Regions from separate parts of the Pan troglodytes genome. Here region 1 is linked to region 2. A link is a contact called in public Hi-C data. All regions are on one chromosome and are shown on one strand. Each heading gives the region's core, a stretch centred on a gene start, on an enhancer-like site or on the middle of the called end of the contact. The rest is flanking DNA. Distances are from core to core; before and after follow the strand shown.

Evidence for each region. A called contact is a pair of places that touch in the nucleus more often than the background predicts.
Region 1: a contact with region 2 is called in a Hi-C map of stem cell-derived neural progenitor cells, with 3 times the contacts expected there. The contact joins the promoter of SPOCK1 here to the enhancer-like site in region 2. A contact is called at or near these places in 1 of 7 Hi-C or Micro-C datasets (stem cell-derived neural progenitor cells) and 1 of 1 datasets of contacts at active chromatin or transcription factors (stem cell-derived excitatory neurons).

The regions. Positions count from the first base shown.
Region 1 is chr4:135,232,176-135,239,492 of NHGRI_mPanTro3-v2.0_pri, forward strand. It overlaps SPOCK1 (SPARC (osteonectin), cwcv and kazal like domains proteoglycan 1), which reads right to left and starts at 2,184. Exons shown (of 11, transcript XM_517947.9): 1 at 1,969-2,184; 2 at 1,159-1,344. The coding sequence starts at 1,344.
Region 2 is chr4:135,102,470-135,109,859 of NHGRI_mPanTro3-v2.0_pri, forward strand. All of the region lies in intron 2 of SPOCK1 (SPARC (osteonectin), cwcv and kazal like domains proteoglycan 1), which reads right to left. Among named protein-coding and RNA genes, the nearest start is that of SPOCK1, 130 kb to the right of the region's middle. Within about 2 kb of position 2,737, at least 2 of the 24 cell types and tissues checked have an H3K27ac peak or open chromatin away from gene starts, as enhancers often do. A contact at or near this core is called in stem cell-derived neural progenitor cells, where this site is marked.

The DNA of each region.
Region 1 (7,317 bases), core at 934-3,433, 130 kb after region 2:
AAAGAGTCTGTAAACCATGCCCAGGGACATTAACAAAGGGGGTCTGTGGTATAGGTCAAATTATCATATTTAAAAAATACATGCTGCTAAAAATATTAGTTTAACACCTAAAACTGATCAGAAACAAACAAAAAGAAACAGTGCATTTGAACATTAAAGCTTTTCTCTTTTTTACTGTTATGCCTTGGGCACTTTTACAATATTTAAGGCTTCTCAGAAACAGGAATTCCTAATGTTAAGTACCATAAAACATGGTACTTCCAAGTCCCCTAGAAGGGCATGGCCCTGGCCAGCTGAGGCAGTCCTTGAAGAAGCTGGCAGACGCTCCCACAGAACAGAGGAGATGCCATCTGCTGGAAAGACTGCACCAGATGCCTCTTGCCCCACATCCCTGGGGCACACCTGGGGAGTGGCAGCCAGCCTTGAGGCAGAAACAGGCCGCAAGTGTGTTTCTGCGTGTCCGGGAGTAACTTTCTCCACTCCCAGGGCTCCCACGGAGGAGCAATGCTCTGCCACCCAGGGTCCCTTTCAGGGCAGGGGACCAACTGCACGGGCTAGTTGTTCCTGTTTCAAGATTCCGAGGGTCAAACCACCCCACCTCCCCTGTATTTTATCAGGCCCATTGCCATGACCGCCCCCCTCAACACACACACACACACACGCAACACCTGACTCCCATAAATAGCTCCCCCATAAATAGCTTGGACCACTCCCAGACCCAACCTCTCCAGTAGGGATTCTCCTGACACACCCCAGAGATGGTCCACGCCACCGCTGCCCCGGGGAGGTTTTCTCCGGAGCTAGGGAAAGTCTACCATCACGGTTAGGAGAAGTCGGAAGCTCAGAGAACCTCTTTCTCCACAGCTACTGGTGATCTGTGCTGTATTTTAGTGCAGTCACCTCCCGCAGCCCTACGAATACACATACCTGGGCCACAGGTAACAGGCAAGCGCATGGAGCCTTCGAAGTTCTCTTTAAAGTTCCTTTCAGGCAAGACCGCACCCAGGAAGCTGGGACCGACCAGCCCCCGCGGGAGATGCCCACCTGTCCCCCTCCCAAACACACACACACACACACACACACACACACCAACCCCGCTTCAGGGGTCCCCTCCGAGAGGCTCCGCGCCCCCCAGGGCCGGGTGGCGCCGGTACTCACGTCTCGAAAGCGGTTCCAGTACTTGTCCCGGTCGTACTGGGAGACGGTGCTCAGCCACTGGTCATTGTCTAGGAAATTGCCGTGGTTGGGGCCCGCGCCTCCGGCGAGCGCGTCCAGGTGCCGGCTCTCGACTTGGAGGAAGCACCACGCCGCGGCGGCCGCCGCCAGCACCGCGATCGCCGGCATCTGCGGGGCAGGGCGCGCAGGGCGCGCAGGGCGATGAGCGAAGAGGGCGGGCGGCCGCGAGCCCCGGGCACCCAGACGTCCCAGCGCCCCAGCCCGGAGGCGGGGACCCCGCGGCGGGCACGGGCAGCGCTCGCGCACCTGGGGCGCCTGTCGCGCCTCTAGACCCAGGGACCCCTCTCACGAATGGGGGACTCATCTACGAACGAGGAGGCTGCGTCACGAATCCGAGGCTGCCGTCCAACTACAGGGGACCCGTCTCGTCTATTCTCCGAGTGCCCCACAGATGCCGCCCTCCTATCAGGGGCTTGGTACCCCTCCCCAGAAGCGGGGAGCCCGGGTCCGCACGCCGCACTCCCACAGACGGTGCACACGGCTTTGGGGCAGGAGAGGGGAGAACAGGGCTCCAGCAGCACCCGAGCTCCGGCAAGCGGGGTGGGGGCTGCCAGCAGCTGGGGGTCCCCGGCGACAGCTAAGGGAAAGGTCTCCCTTGAGCGCCCTGCGGTCTCGGGGGTAAGAAAGGCGCGCGGAGGTAACCCCAGGCCCTGACCCTGCCAGCCCCCTAGGCGGCCGCGGGGAGGTCCCAACTACTCCAAGTTGGGGCGCGGGGTTCCTCTGGGCACGTACCTTGGGGGCCGGCCCGGGTCCCCTAGTCCGAGTTGCTCGAGCTCCCGCGGCACGGTCGCCGGGAAGGCTGGTCGCCGGGAAGGCTGATCGCCGGCTCGCGCCCCTGCGCTCCTGCCACACGCCGCCGCCGAGCGTCTGGCCGCTTTGTGAGCCCGCAGCGCTGTGCTCCGCTCGCTCGCTGGCTCGGGCGCGGCGTCCGCGGGCGGAGGAGGCCGAGCGCGCGAGCCAAGGCTCTGGCGCCCCCTGGTGGCCACGCGCTGCCTGCCCGACAGCCCGGCCGCCCCAGCCCGGAACGTGGTCATTCACATCTTAATGCAAGGCTAAAATCAGCTTTCAGGCCCAGGCTGGTGCGAGACAGAAGAGGGGACTGAGGATATGAGGCCAAGACGCAGGCCAGCATGGAGGCATTCTCAAAAGGAAGGCCTTCGGGTTATCTAGATCAAAATCACCTGGGTGGAGAGAGAAGAGAACTTCCTAAAAATGATTCCTGCCCCACCGCCCCACTTGCTGAGTCAGCATTCCTTAGGAAAGCCTCCAAGTCTGCACTTTTAATGAGCTCCCGAGGCGTTTTTTATGCACAGCAAAGTTTGATAACCACCGTCCTGCCATTCCCTGGATAAGTGAATATCTGCACTGCCCATCCCAAGTCATGCACCCACCTGCATCTCTGCACTCCCATGCCCTATGCCATGCTTACCACTGTCCTGCCCCTTGAGAACCGGCCCCAGCACTAACCTGTTGAGTTCCCCTAGATGGGAGGGAGGGGAGAGAGGAAAAACAGATCAGGCTACAGGGACAGAACACTGAGAAGCAGGAGTCTGGTCCTGCCCCATCCCCCACCCCGTTTCCAAATACCAGCAATGTTTGGTGAAATAGGGCTGGAAGGGACTTAATGTCTTCCCCTGCCTGTATACAAGTGATACTGGCCTGTCACCTTTCTCTGTACAACTACTCCCCATTCCCCAGACACCTGAGCGCTCTTTCAGAACAAGTCTGACCATCCCATCACCCCTCTCCCCTCAACACAAAATTCTTCACAATGCTTTCCTGATAAAGACCAATCTCCTGGCTGGAGCCCCCAGGACCCGCACATCTGGACCCCACCTCTCACCCCACTCTCTCCTCCTCTGACCTTCTGGACGGGCTGGCCCTGACCCCAGTGGAAATGGGCTCCCTCCACTCCTGGGTATTCACTTCTGCCTGGGCTGCTGTCCATACCCAGTCCCAGCACAAGTCTCATTAATTCTGCTCTCTGCTTATTCATCCTCACTTCTTCAGAGACTCTTGCTACACCTGTGGACCAGGCCAGCACCTGCAGTGATGCTGTCTTTGAGAACACAGTGCTTCTCTGGCTGTAAGCTCAACTGATATCACTTACTCTATGTCTGCCTCCCCACCTGGCTAGAGCTCCTGAGGGCAGAGGCTATCTTTGTCTTGTTCACCACTTCTCCCAGTGCCCAGAGTACAAGATCTTGACACATTGTTAGTGCTCAAAAAAATTTGATAAATGAATGAATGATTTAATGAATGAATGCCACCCAACCATGTCTGGAACAACAACACATCTCAGCCAGCATGCCAACAATAATGTATGGTGTGATCAATAATAAGTTGCGCTACAAATAATTTGGTTACATATAATAGTTGAATGTGTGGAAGTCAGCAGATCTGTGGTTTTCCCAACATTACTCTGCCTGATTTGCATTCCTAGAAACTTTCTCAAAAGGGAGAAAAAGGAATGGAGTCACAGCTACTATGTTGGGGACTGCACATCATCCACGGTTTATTTTATCATGGAATGCTGTGGGTGGGTGCATCAGAGTGGGAGAGAGGTTTAGAAATGATGAAGAGACTGTTTCTTATGTTCATAGAAACCCAAGTAAGCAGCACTTCCCCATTTATCTGCCCAGTGTGACAGCAAGATCTCTCCAAGGAGTTGTCCCTAAATGTCACTTTTGCCTCCTCACCTCCAACTCATTCTTCAACCCACTCCAATCTGCCTTTCATCCTCACTAACTGAAATGACTTGTCACCATCAGCAGCCTCCTCCAAGTCACCAGATCCAGTGGGTACCCTCGATCCTCCCCAGTGTGGCCTCTGAGCAGTTTCTTTTGGCTCCCGTGGCTCCAACCCTCCTGGCTTTCCTGCTCCCCCCATCATTCCTGCTGACATTCCAGTGCTTCTTAGGGCTCAGACCTATCCCTCTTCTCTTTCCCCCAAAACCCTTTCCCCAGGTGCCCAAGTCCAGTCCTATGCTGAGATCCTCCAGGTACATTTCCAGCCCAGAAATTCCAATGACTTCTGACTGTACCTCCAGCTTCATACTTTACATCTCCTCAATGCCCCATGGGCACGTCAGATCTGTGACCAGGCCAAAACAGAAGTCTGGATGTCCTCCATGCCTCTGTGTTCTCCTTTCATCCCTGTTAGAGTGAATGTATCCGCATCCACATGGCTGCTTAAGTCAGAACCCCACAAGTCATCTCCAGTTCATCCATCTCCTCGCCCCTCACCTCCCATCCATCAGCAAAGGGGGTCCATCCCACTTTCGAACACCCCCTGGAGCCACCCACTTCACCCCACTTCCACAGATACTCCTGAGTCCACAAGACCATCACTTCTCACGTGAAGAACTACGGTGCTTCTTGGCTGGTTTCCTTCTTTCCTTTCCCTTGCAACCCATTATCCACTCAGGTGAGAGCAATCTTTTTTTAAGACAGCCTTCTCTTTTTAAAATTTTTGTGGGTACATAGTGGGTGTTTGTATTTAGGGGGTACATGAGATGATTGATACAGGCACGCAATGCATAATGATCACATCACGTAGAATTGGATATCCAACCCCTCAAGTGTTTATCCTTTGTGTTACAAACCATCCAATTACATTCTTTTAGTTATTTTTAAATGTACAATTAACTTATTGACTATAGTCACCCTGTTGTGCTATCAAATACTATGTCTTATTCATTCTTTCTATTTTTTTTTTTGGACCCATTAACCATCCCCACCCTCCCTGCAACCCTCCACTACCCTTCCCGGCCTCTGGTAACCATCCTTCTACTCTCTATGTCCATAAGTTCAATTATTTTGATTTTTAGATCCCACAAATAAATAAGAACATGTGACATTCATCTTTCCATACCTGGCTTATTTCACTTGACATAATGATATCCAGTTCCATCCATGTTGTTGCAAATGACAGGATCTCATTCTTTTTATGGCTGAATAGTACTCCATTGTATATATGTAGCAATCTTTTTAAAATAGAAATCACTCCCTTAAATAAAACCTTTCAATAGCTTGCCATGACAGTAAAACAAAAATTCACATTCCCTCCCATGACTCACAGAGCTTTGCACCATCTGGTCCCTTACCTCTGCCCTTCATTCCCTAGGTTCTAGCCAGATTTCTTCTCATGGTTCTGCAAACTTAGCAAGCTTGGGCCCCGCAGGTCCTCTCTTCTGGCCAGGCTCTCTGCCCACAGTGTTCCTTTCCCTGCTTTTCACAGGGCAACTCCTTCTTAGCTGTCAGGTCTCACTCAAATGTCACCACCTCATTGAAGCCTTCCCTGACCACACCTTCTAAGATAGACACTTCCCTCCCAGCCACATCAGCATTCTCTCTTGTTGTATCTGGTTGCTCAGTCGTTCAAGAGTGTTTCACTCCTTTGTTTATTATCTCTCTCTTCCTCAATTTGAATATTAATTCCAAGAGGGCAAACACTGTCTTTTTCACTCCTGTATCCCTGAGCTAATCTCAGAACCTGGCATTCAGTGGGCCCTCAACAAATATTTATCCAGTGGTTCAATGAATGAAGCAAATTCCATAACCCTTGATGCATCCTGAAGTATGAAAGCCCTGTCTAGGGCCATTTCCTTTGTCCTCCTTAAATTCCTTGCTCTGCAGATCCAAGTTCCACTTTCCTCGGGGACCTGTCCCCAGTTTAATCAGAGAGCATCTGCTGCTAGCCATGCTCCAATTTCACAACTGGAATCTTCCCCATAACCATCCCCTGCATGGGAAGGGTGACCAAAGGAGCAGGGGCAGGTGTGGCCATGCTGGATCTGGCCTGAGCCAAGGAAGGACATAACCTTGGAGCAGGGGCAAGGAGGCTGGGAGCTGGAGACCTGCCATCAGCTCAGCCAGCACTCGAGGGGAGAAATGGCAGATTTATTCAGCCGCAGGAAGCACCCAGGACCAAAATCAATACTGAGCCTTGGGGCTGTATTTCTGCTTTTCATTGGCTTATGCACAACTATAATAACTCCTTGTTTTAACATAGTTCTTATTTCTACGAGCCCCACATGTTTTATTTTCAGTTTAATGGATCCTCAAACCTGTGCTACTGGTAGTCAGAAGCAGACATAACTATCACCATTTTATGCTGAGGCTAGGGGAGCCCAGAAAGGCAGATAAACTGGTGAAGGTCACAGAGAGAGAAAGAAAGATGGACCTACTTGCAGAAAGTTCTAGGTGTACTCCCTGCCCCCTGTTCATGATGCTATGCCGGCAAGAATCAAATCACCCACTGGGTTCCATCCAATAAAAGAGGTGCCTATAATACCTTATCATCAGCACAGATTTATTTTTAGCTGCAAACTCATATATCTACCTGCTACATGGCATCTCCATTGCGCTGTCTCATTGGCACTCTCTGAATTCAGTGTGTCCAAAATTGAACATCTGAGCTGCATCCCCCCTGTTAAACCTACCCTCTTTCCTGTGTCCCCATGTTGGGGAAACCACTTCCCACCCCACCAAGACCCTAGTGTCACTCTGCCCTCCTTCTCAGCCCCCACTTTCAGTGACTCACTCATCTGTCAATCTCTCTTTCACTCCTTTCAGCTCCACCCACTCCCCACTGCTGTACCTCTAGAATCTACTTCCCACCACATGTCACCTGCACACCACAGAGCCCTTATAAGGGTCTCCCTCTCTCAGTTCACCCATGGTTATTCATTATCCACACAGGAGCCAAAGTGGTCCTCTCTCAAGGTAAATATGATCACTTTTCTCTACTTACTTCCCTTCCTGTGCCCTCAGGACAAAGGCCAGGCAGTGCACCATGACTCCTGGTACATCCTGCTAAGCCCAGGGGCCTCTAGATCCTTCTGTCCTGGATGTTCCTGCCCCTCCTGCTCTGGTCACCAGCATCCTGCCCCCTCCACTCAGGCCCTTTCTTGCAGGGCTCACTCCTGCTGAGACGCTCTCCTCCCTGTCCCCTCTTCTCCTGGACAGCCCCACTCACCCTTCTGGCCACAGCTTCTGCAAGTCCTCAGAAAAGTCACCCCTGACCCTCACAACTTTGCACTCATCACAGCTGCACAATTGCTTGATGTCATTCTCCCAC
Region 2 (7,390 bases), core at 1,487-3,986:
ATATAAATAACTCAATTTGAGACATGCCTCAGGAACATTAAATTTGAAAGCAGGCATGCAGTGAATAAAGCAAAAGTGCCAACACACATGATCTATATTCCCCATGGCTATCCCATGTTGAGCCCCTTCTAGCTCCCTGTTTTTCTTTGCCCACACTCTTTCATGCTGACCCACATAAACCACACATCCCAACAAAGCAGCTCAGGCTAAACAGTTTGGAAATCCCCTGATGCCTCTTCTCTTTCATGTTGGAACCAACACCATTTAGGCACCAACTACCTGCTGATAACTGGGCCAAGTTCTTGGGATGCTAACATAAAATGGGCATCCCTACCCCCAAAGTCAGAGGAGCTATTGCTTTGGATGCAGAAAAAGGGCTGTAGCCAAGGCGAGGGCAAAGGGGGCTCGGGTCCACCTCTAGTTAGGAAACTGCAGTGGAAATATCAGCCCATATGCTCTCCACACCAGGCTTCCTCACCCCACTTATACTATCCAACCGCCCCAAAAGGCAGTTTCACTATCACATGACCCTCTCTTCAAAGCAGTTTCCATTAGATTAACCCTGATCCTAGAAGACACACTCACTAGCCCAAATTAATCCAACCACATTCCCCCTCAAACATCTGTACCTAACAGTCACAAAGACTGTGGTCAGCTAATTATGGCTTTTGAACCAGATGATGTTGAGCCAGGGCTGGGAGAGTTGTTTCCAGGCATGAACATACGAAAAAACAGCCAGGGAAATCCAGTTTACTTAGTGAAGCAGAATAACCCAAGTGGACAAAAGACATGGGGAGGAGGGTTACAAGTTAAGGTATAATGACAACTGGACCGTGCCACACAGAAAGGGAGCACAGGGTCCTGAGAGGGAACAATGGGCACCTGTGACCTGCTTTGGGGGTCTGGAAAGGTTTCCACAAGCAAGGGAGACCTGGAGGCAGAATGGGAGCTAACTAGGCAGCAATGGGAGAGGCTGATCCAGGTAGGGAGGAGGGCATATGCAAAGGCCCTGTGCAGCCCCAAATACAGCCAGCTAGGCTAGAGGACAGTGTGCATGGGGGACACACGCAGCATTTCACACACAGCTTCAGGGCATCTTCAGATTGCTAGAAACCTATCCTGGATCCAGGTTTAGAACCCCTGTCATTATGCGGCCCTTCTTCCCAGGAAGTGTCCTGGGCTGGCTTTTGTCTGGGGCTGCTGGCCCTGTGCCTCCCTCTCCCTTCCCCACAGCCCTGTCCCCACTGCTTCCACATCTCCCATGTGTCTCCCTTCACGACTGCACACAGGACTGTGTGTTCCAGAGGAACATGTGGTCTGCTCCCTTATTAATCTTGCTGTATCTTATTAAAATGGCCTCATGCCCACCTGGTATTATTCTGCACAGAGCAGTGGGGTTCGTGCAGCAAGCTGCAGCTAGGCAAGCTGTATTTCATTTCTTTTGTGTTGAAGGAATGACCTAGATGCTGCTCTGTACAACAGACTCATACTTGCAGGCTTTAACTCGTTCTTTCCCATCCGGCCTGGTGCTCAGATGGAAGCAGAGGTTTGGACTCCTACCAGGGTGGTGTCAGTTGAGCTGACAAGTAGGCTGAGTTGGACCCATGTGGGAAAGAACAGCTTGAGACCCTTCAGAGCTGCTCCTGATGACAAAGGCAATGCTCCTTGATGGGTGGGTGGGTGTCTGGACAGCAGAGGAAACTTCTCTGGGAATCCTTATTTATGCAAATTCATATACAAGACATGAGTGAAAGGAGAAGTTGAGTGACTTGTGGCTTCCTCCATTTATCTACCTCTTTCCTTGGTTGGTTTCCATCCCGGGCTGTCATATTCATTCATTCACTGTGCTGTTATCTATTCAATGTCTGCTCTACACATGGCTTTGCAAGGGACCCAAAAATAATGACAGGGCTGTAAGAGATCCTCCTGAGGGGAACATATACAAGCAAAACCCCAACAGGCAATATCCATACAGGGGTCGAGAAGTGCCAGGGAGACAAGCTGTTATCCCCAGATTGACCTGGGTGTGCCACTTACTAACTGGGAGCTTATGTAAGCTTCCCAAAGTTGTGAACTAGAACTAGGACCACTGTCTTAGCTCGGGTTTCCGTTAACAAAATACATTAGAGTGAGTGCCCTAAACAACAGGAATTTACTTCTCACAGTTCTAGAGGCTGCAAGTCTAAGATCAAGGTGCTGGCCAATTCAGTTCCCTGGTGAAGGCTCTCTTCCTGGCTTGCAGATGGCTGCCTCCTGGCTGTACCCTCATATGGCCGAGAGAGAGAGGAAGCAAGGTCTCTGATGTCTCTGCTTATAAGGACACTAATCTCATCATGAAGTCTACACCCCCATGACCTAATCAAAACCTAATCACCTCCCAAAGGCCCCATCTCCAAATACCATCACACTGGGGGTCAGAGCTTCAACAAAGGAACTTCGGAGGAACACAATTCTATCCATAGCAACCACCAACCCCACAGGATGAGTGCCGTGATTTACTGGGATCCCACAGGTACACCTCCTTATAAGAATAAGCCTAGCTGGCCCTCTTATTCTGGTGGCGAGTGAAGCAAGGATGGTGCCTAGGGTGAATGTAGGTAGAATTCGTCTCCTAGGACCTAGGCTGCCTCTCAGCACACTCAGGACCAACTGATTCTGCACCCTTCTCACCCGCTGCCTACCTCTGCCGAGCCAGAGCACGACTCGGAATTGAACTTTTTCCCTCCAGGGGTATGAAAGGAAACTGAAAACACAAGAGATGTGATTACATGCTGAGCTGGTCATCATGCCACGATCAGACAGTCACACGCCGACCGAGTCCGGTGATTTTCCACCTCTTAATCACGTCCCTGCCAGATTTAAAATGCAATGAACATCAATTAGAATAAATGCTAATAAGGCTCTAACAGGCATTGGATGTCAAGAGGTGAGGAATAAACCTTGCATATTTTGACTGAAAGGGGGTCAAAGAGGAAATAACTGGATACTAAATAGAATTCTTCTATTCAAGAGAAAGGCTCCTTGAAAGGCAGCTGCTCCAATGAGTGACACTCGCTCATTAAAGAATGCATCATTCAATGTCCTGCGGCAACAGAAACACCCAACCCAGTGACACATATCTTTCCTGGAATTTAGCTAATGTGGTAAAGTCTCCAGCAAATTTATATCAGGCCTAAATGAAAAAGAAGATCCTTTTCTGACACATGCAATCATTAGAGTTTTAGCTGTACTGAGATTTCTCTAAGAAAACACTGTGGCTTTGGAAATGTTATATCACATGCCTCCTTTAAGCAGCGTTGGCAAAGTTAATGCATTTGTCAAGCATCTCTGCCTCTCCAGGGTCTTGGGAAAGCCTCTGGGGTGGATGGGCCTCAGGTCCATGAATGCATCGTATAAAATCTGCCTGTCTGACACAATGGGACAGCCTGAGACCAGGGCTGTGCTGCTCTCACTGCTGGTCACAGTAGCTGGCCATGCCTGTCAATGGCCACCATGTACTGCACTCTGGTTCTAGAACCCAGTTCAGCCCTGGCCTGAGGACTCAGCCATTTTCTGGGCTTATGCCTTCAGGCTTATGCCCTCTCCAGTGTCTCAGACATTGTGAAATACCCAGTGTGCTGCATAAGGTTTCCTGATTAAAAGAGACTCACTTTTTGAGTTCTAAGGAGGCAGAATGAATAGTGCCACAACTTGAGAATCAGACTGACCTAGATTCAAGGCTCAGCTCCCTCACGTCCTGGCTGCAAGATGTTACTTATGCTAAGTTCTGCTTCCCTCCACTTAAACTGGTGGGGCCAGCACTTGCCTTGGAGGGCTACTGTGAGCATTAAATAAAGAAATACATGAGAAGCACTTAGCTTAGTGCTAGGCATATGGTAAGCACTTCCCAAAGGTTAGCTATTTATAACTGGCTTCATGAAAACCTGATTTTTCACTCCACTGCAAGAGTCAAAGTAGCTTGGTAAATAAATAAGCCTCTGGGGATTCTACAAAGCAGTTTGCAGTGAGCAGCCATCCCTTTAGGTAACAGGATTTACCATGAACTGCATACACAGCCTTCCATTACCAATACAAATGAGGAGCCAAGGGGATGAGGATTACTTATAACACCAGAGAGCATCAAATCATAAACAACCTCCTAAGAAGTTGGTAAGTTTACCTCAAACCACAATCCAGATGTCTCCACACCCCAACTTTCTCCTCTTAGCTTAGGTTTCCACCCTGGATGATAAGATGATGATGATGACGATAATGTCAATGATGATAATCTGAGGCTTTGTAAATACTTACTATATGCCGAGTACCAAACTAAACACCATTCATCTATTCACCCATTTAACCCTCACAGCAACCCATGAAGAAGGAAGGGGCTGTTACTATCCTCAGGTGAGATCAGCACTATCCAATAGAAATATAACATCAACCACAAATGTGAACCACATATATAATTTGAATTTCTGGTGGTCACACTAAAAAGCAAAAACAGGGAACATTCATTCTAATATTTTATTTAACCCAACATATCCAAAGTATCATTTCAACATGCCATCAATATTTTAAAATATTAATGATCTTTCATCCTAAGGCATTGAAATCTTGGTGTTTTATACTCCCAGCACATCCCACTGTGAGCTAGCCTAGTTTCAGCTGCTGAGTAGCCACATGAGCCTGGTGGTTACTGTACTGGACTGTGTAGGTCTAAAGAATGATAAAATAGGAAGAAACTCCATCAGTTCCTCATGTGGACCCAAACAGTCTGTGTCCACAGCCAAGCTCCTAACTACTGTGCTCTTCAGTGTCTCATTTGCTGAATCCACTGAACCCCACAATCTGCCAACCAATACCCTCCCTGAGCAATAGAAGCTTGATCTTTCCTTATAAGGATTGGAAGCAAACCCCTTCCTGCATGCTGAGGGAAAGTGTAAGGAGACACCTGCACTGTAACTTTTAAAGAAAATATCTTGACAAGGCACCATCACTAAAACTTGCTAAAAACGACCCCAGGGTAAGAAACAGCTAAGAGGAGACAAGCACTTTTTCAACAGCACCCAACTGATGTCAGAGGGTAATTCCAAAACTGTCACACACAAAAAACGGTCTAACACTGTGTCAGAAATTCCAAGAAAGGGTAAAGAGAGTGTTACAGAGATTAGATACAATTAGGTAAGGATTCCAGTGTAAAATACCAGAAGATGACAATGCTAAGCACAGAAAAATATGGAATAGAAGAGGAGAGAATACATACTTAAGTGGGAATGGGTACACACACACTTAATGGAGATAAAGAAAGGACAAGCACCAGGCAAAAAAAGCCTGGAGGTGAGCGGCCACTCTCCGCCTGCATCTCATCTCATAAATCTTCAGTTCTTCCTCCAAGGATGTAGAAATGATAGCAGAGAGAAACTCTTTGCAGCTACAGTTTGTGGTATGATGACATTGCTATGGTTTGAATGTGTCCACCCTCATGAATGGATTAATGCCAATTCTAAAAAGGCTTGAGGCTGTGAGTTCCCTCTCTCGTTCTCTCTGTGTATGCTCTCTTGCCCTTCCATCTTCCACCATGTGATGATGCAGCAGGAAGGCCCTCACCACATTTAGGCCCCTGGATCTTGGACTTCCCATCCTTCAGAACTTTGAGCCATATGAGTTTCTATTCATTGTAAATTACCCAGTCTCAAGTATTCTGTTACAGCAGCACAAAACACACTAAGATAGGCCTAATGCTAATTACCTGCTACCAACTGTACTGTGAGTAAAAGTGCATTTAAAAATCAAAATGGCTTGAAAAGCCTCCATAAGATTAACATGATCAACAGGGATTTTCCTACTGAGAATACCTGGAGTTTAAAAAGAAGGAGATGAAAATCCCCAAGCATGAACCATCATTGCCCTAAGCACAGGACTGATCCAAGACCTCTGTCAGACAAGGGTGGGTTTCACCTCCTGCCCCACCAATTCCCCTGCAGCATCCCTGTAGAAAGATCCAGGACAGGAATATCTGCCCAATGCCTGCAGAATCCCGGTGAAGGGCCAAGATGGAAGCCCATCACCAAGTCCTCTGCCCTGCCAGACTGGGGGCAGCCAAGACCTGGACCCATGCAGGTGAGGGTCCTGAATGACCCCACCTGGACGGCAGGTGGCACATCCCATGTGTACTCGGCAGCATGCTGGGATCATTATCACAGGTACATATAAACACTGAGCTCAAGGTAAAATCCCTCTCTCTCATCCCATCCTTTCAGGAGAGGTCTCCCCTCCAACTCTTGTACAGGAGGACAGTTACCAGCAGGAGCTCAGAATCAAACAGACCTGGCTCAGCCTCTTACTATCAGTGTGATGTTGGGTGAGTCATTTAACTGGTCTGAGCCCCAAATTCTTCTTCTTTAATAGAAAGAATCATTCATTCATTTTACACATTTATGGAGCCCACACTGTTTTAGCTTCTGGGGATACAACAGTTAAGAAAAGAAAAGAAAATCTCTGCCTCATGGAATTTAATTCTAGTTAAAATGGGGAGATGCCCAGTGGGCAGATCAACACATGTAACTGTACCTATCTCATAGGACTGTCAGGAAGATTAAATAACACATCTAATGGAGATTGCATGCACTAAATAATTGTCGCCTATTGTTATTACAAACAGTTATAATAGTAATAACTAATCCTTCCAGCAACACATGGGCCTGGGTCTGGGCCTGGCTCCAAAAGACCAATTTGGCTGGAAGCCAGGGTAGAATAAAAGCCTGAAAGGGGCTCCATTCTTCACATCATAAGAATGATGTGATTCTCTTTCTGGATTCACGCCACAAGGACATCCTGTCACAAAGATGAAGCCCCAGGCAGTCTTTATTTAGCAGACTCAATAATCCCAACAAGCCCAGGTACATAGTGAAAAATGGGTATGAGAAGTAGAGCTCTAGGAGGTCCAGTTCCACTCGTCAAGAGAGTGTCAGCCTTCTGCCAGTCCCATGATGAGCGATGCACCTGCTGACCACGGGTTCCTGCACTAGCAGGGAGGAGGGCCTCAGAGGCACTCCAACACGCTGTGGCATGTCACATCTTCATGGACTGGAGGGACAGTGAGGGCTGTGATTCTGCTACTGCCATGAATCCATGGCTTTCTGATGGTGCCCCAGGGAGTGCTAGGGCTCTGCAGAAAATGACACTGACTACAGTGATGACAGCAGCGCTCACCACACCATTTATGACACCCTTGCTGAGGGGAACACAGCATGCAGTGCTTTCCTTGCACTGTATTTCTTAATGCTTTCTAGAACCCTGCAATGTAAGGATTTTTTTTTTTTTTAAATCTCCATCTCACAGATAAGGAAAGTGAGGTTAAGTAATTTTTCCAAGAATGTACAGCAAGGAGAAATTAGGCAGGCAGTCC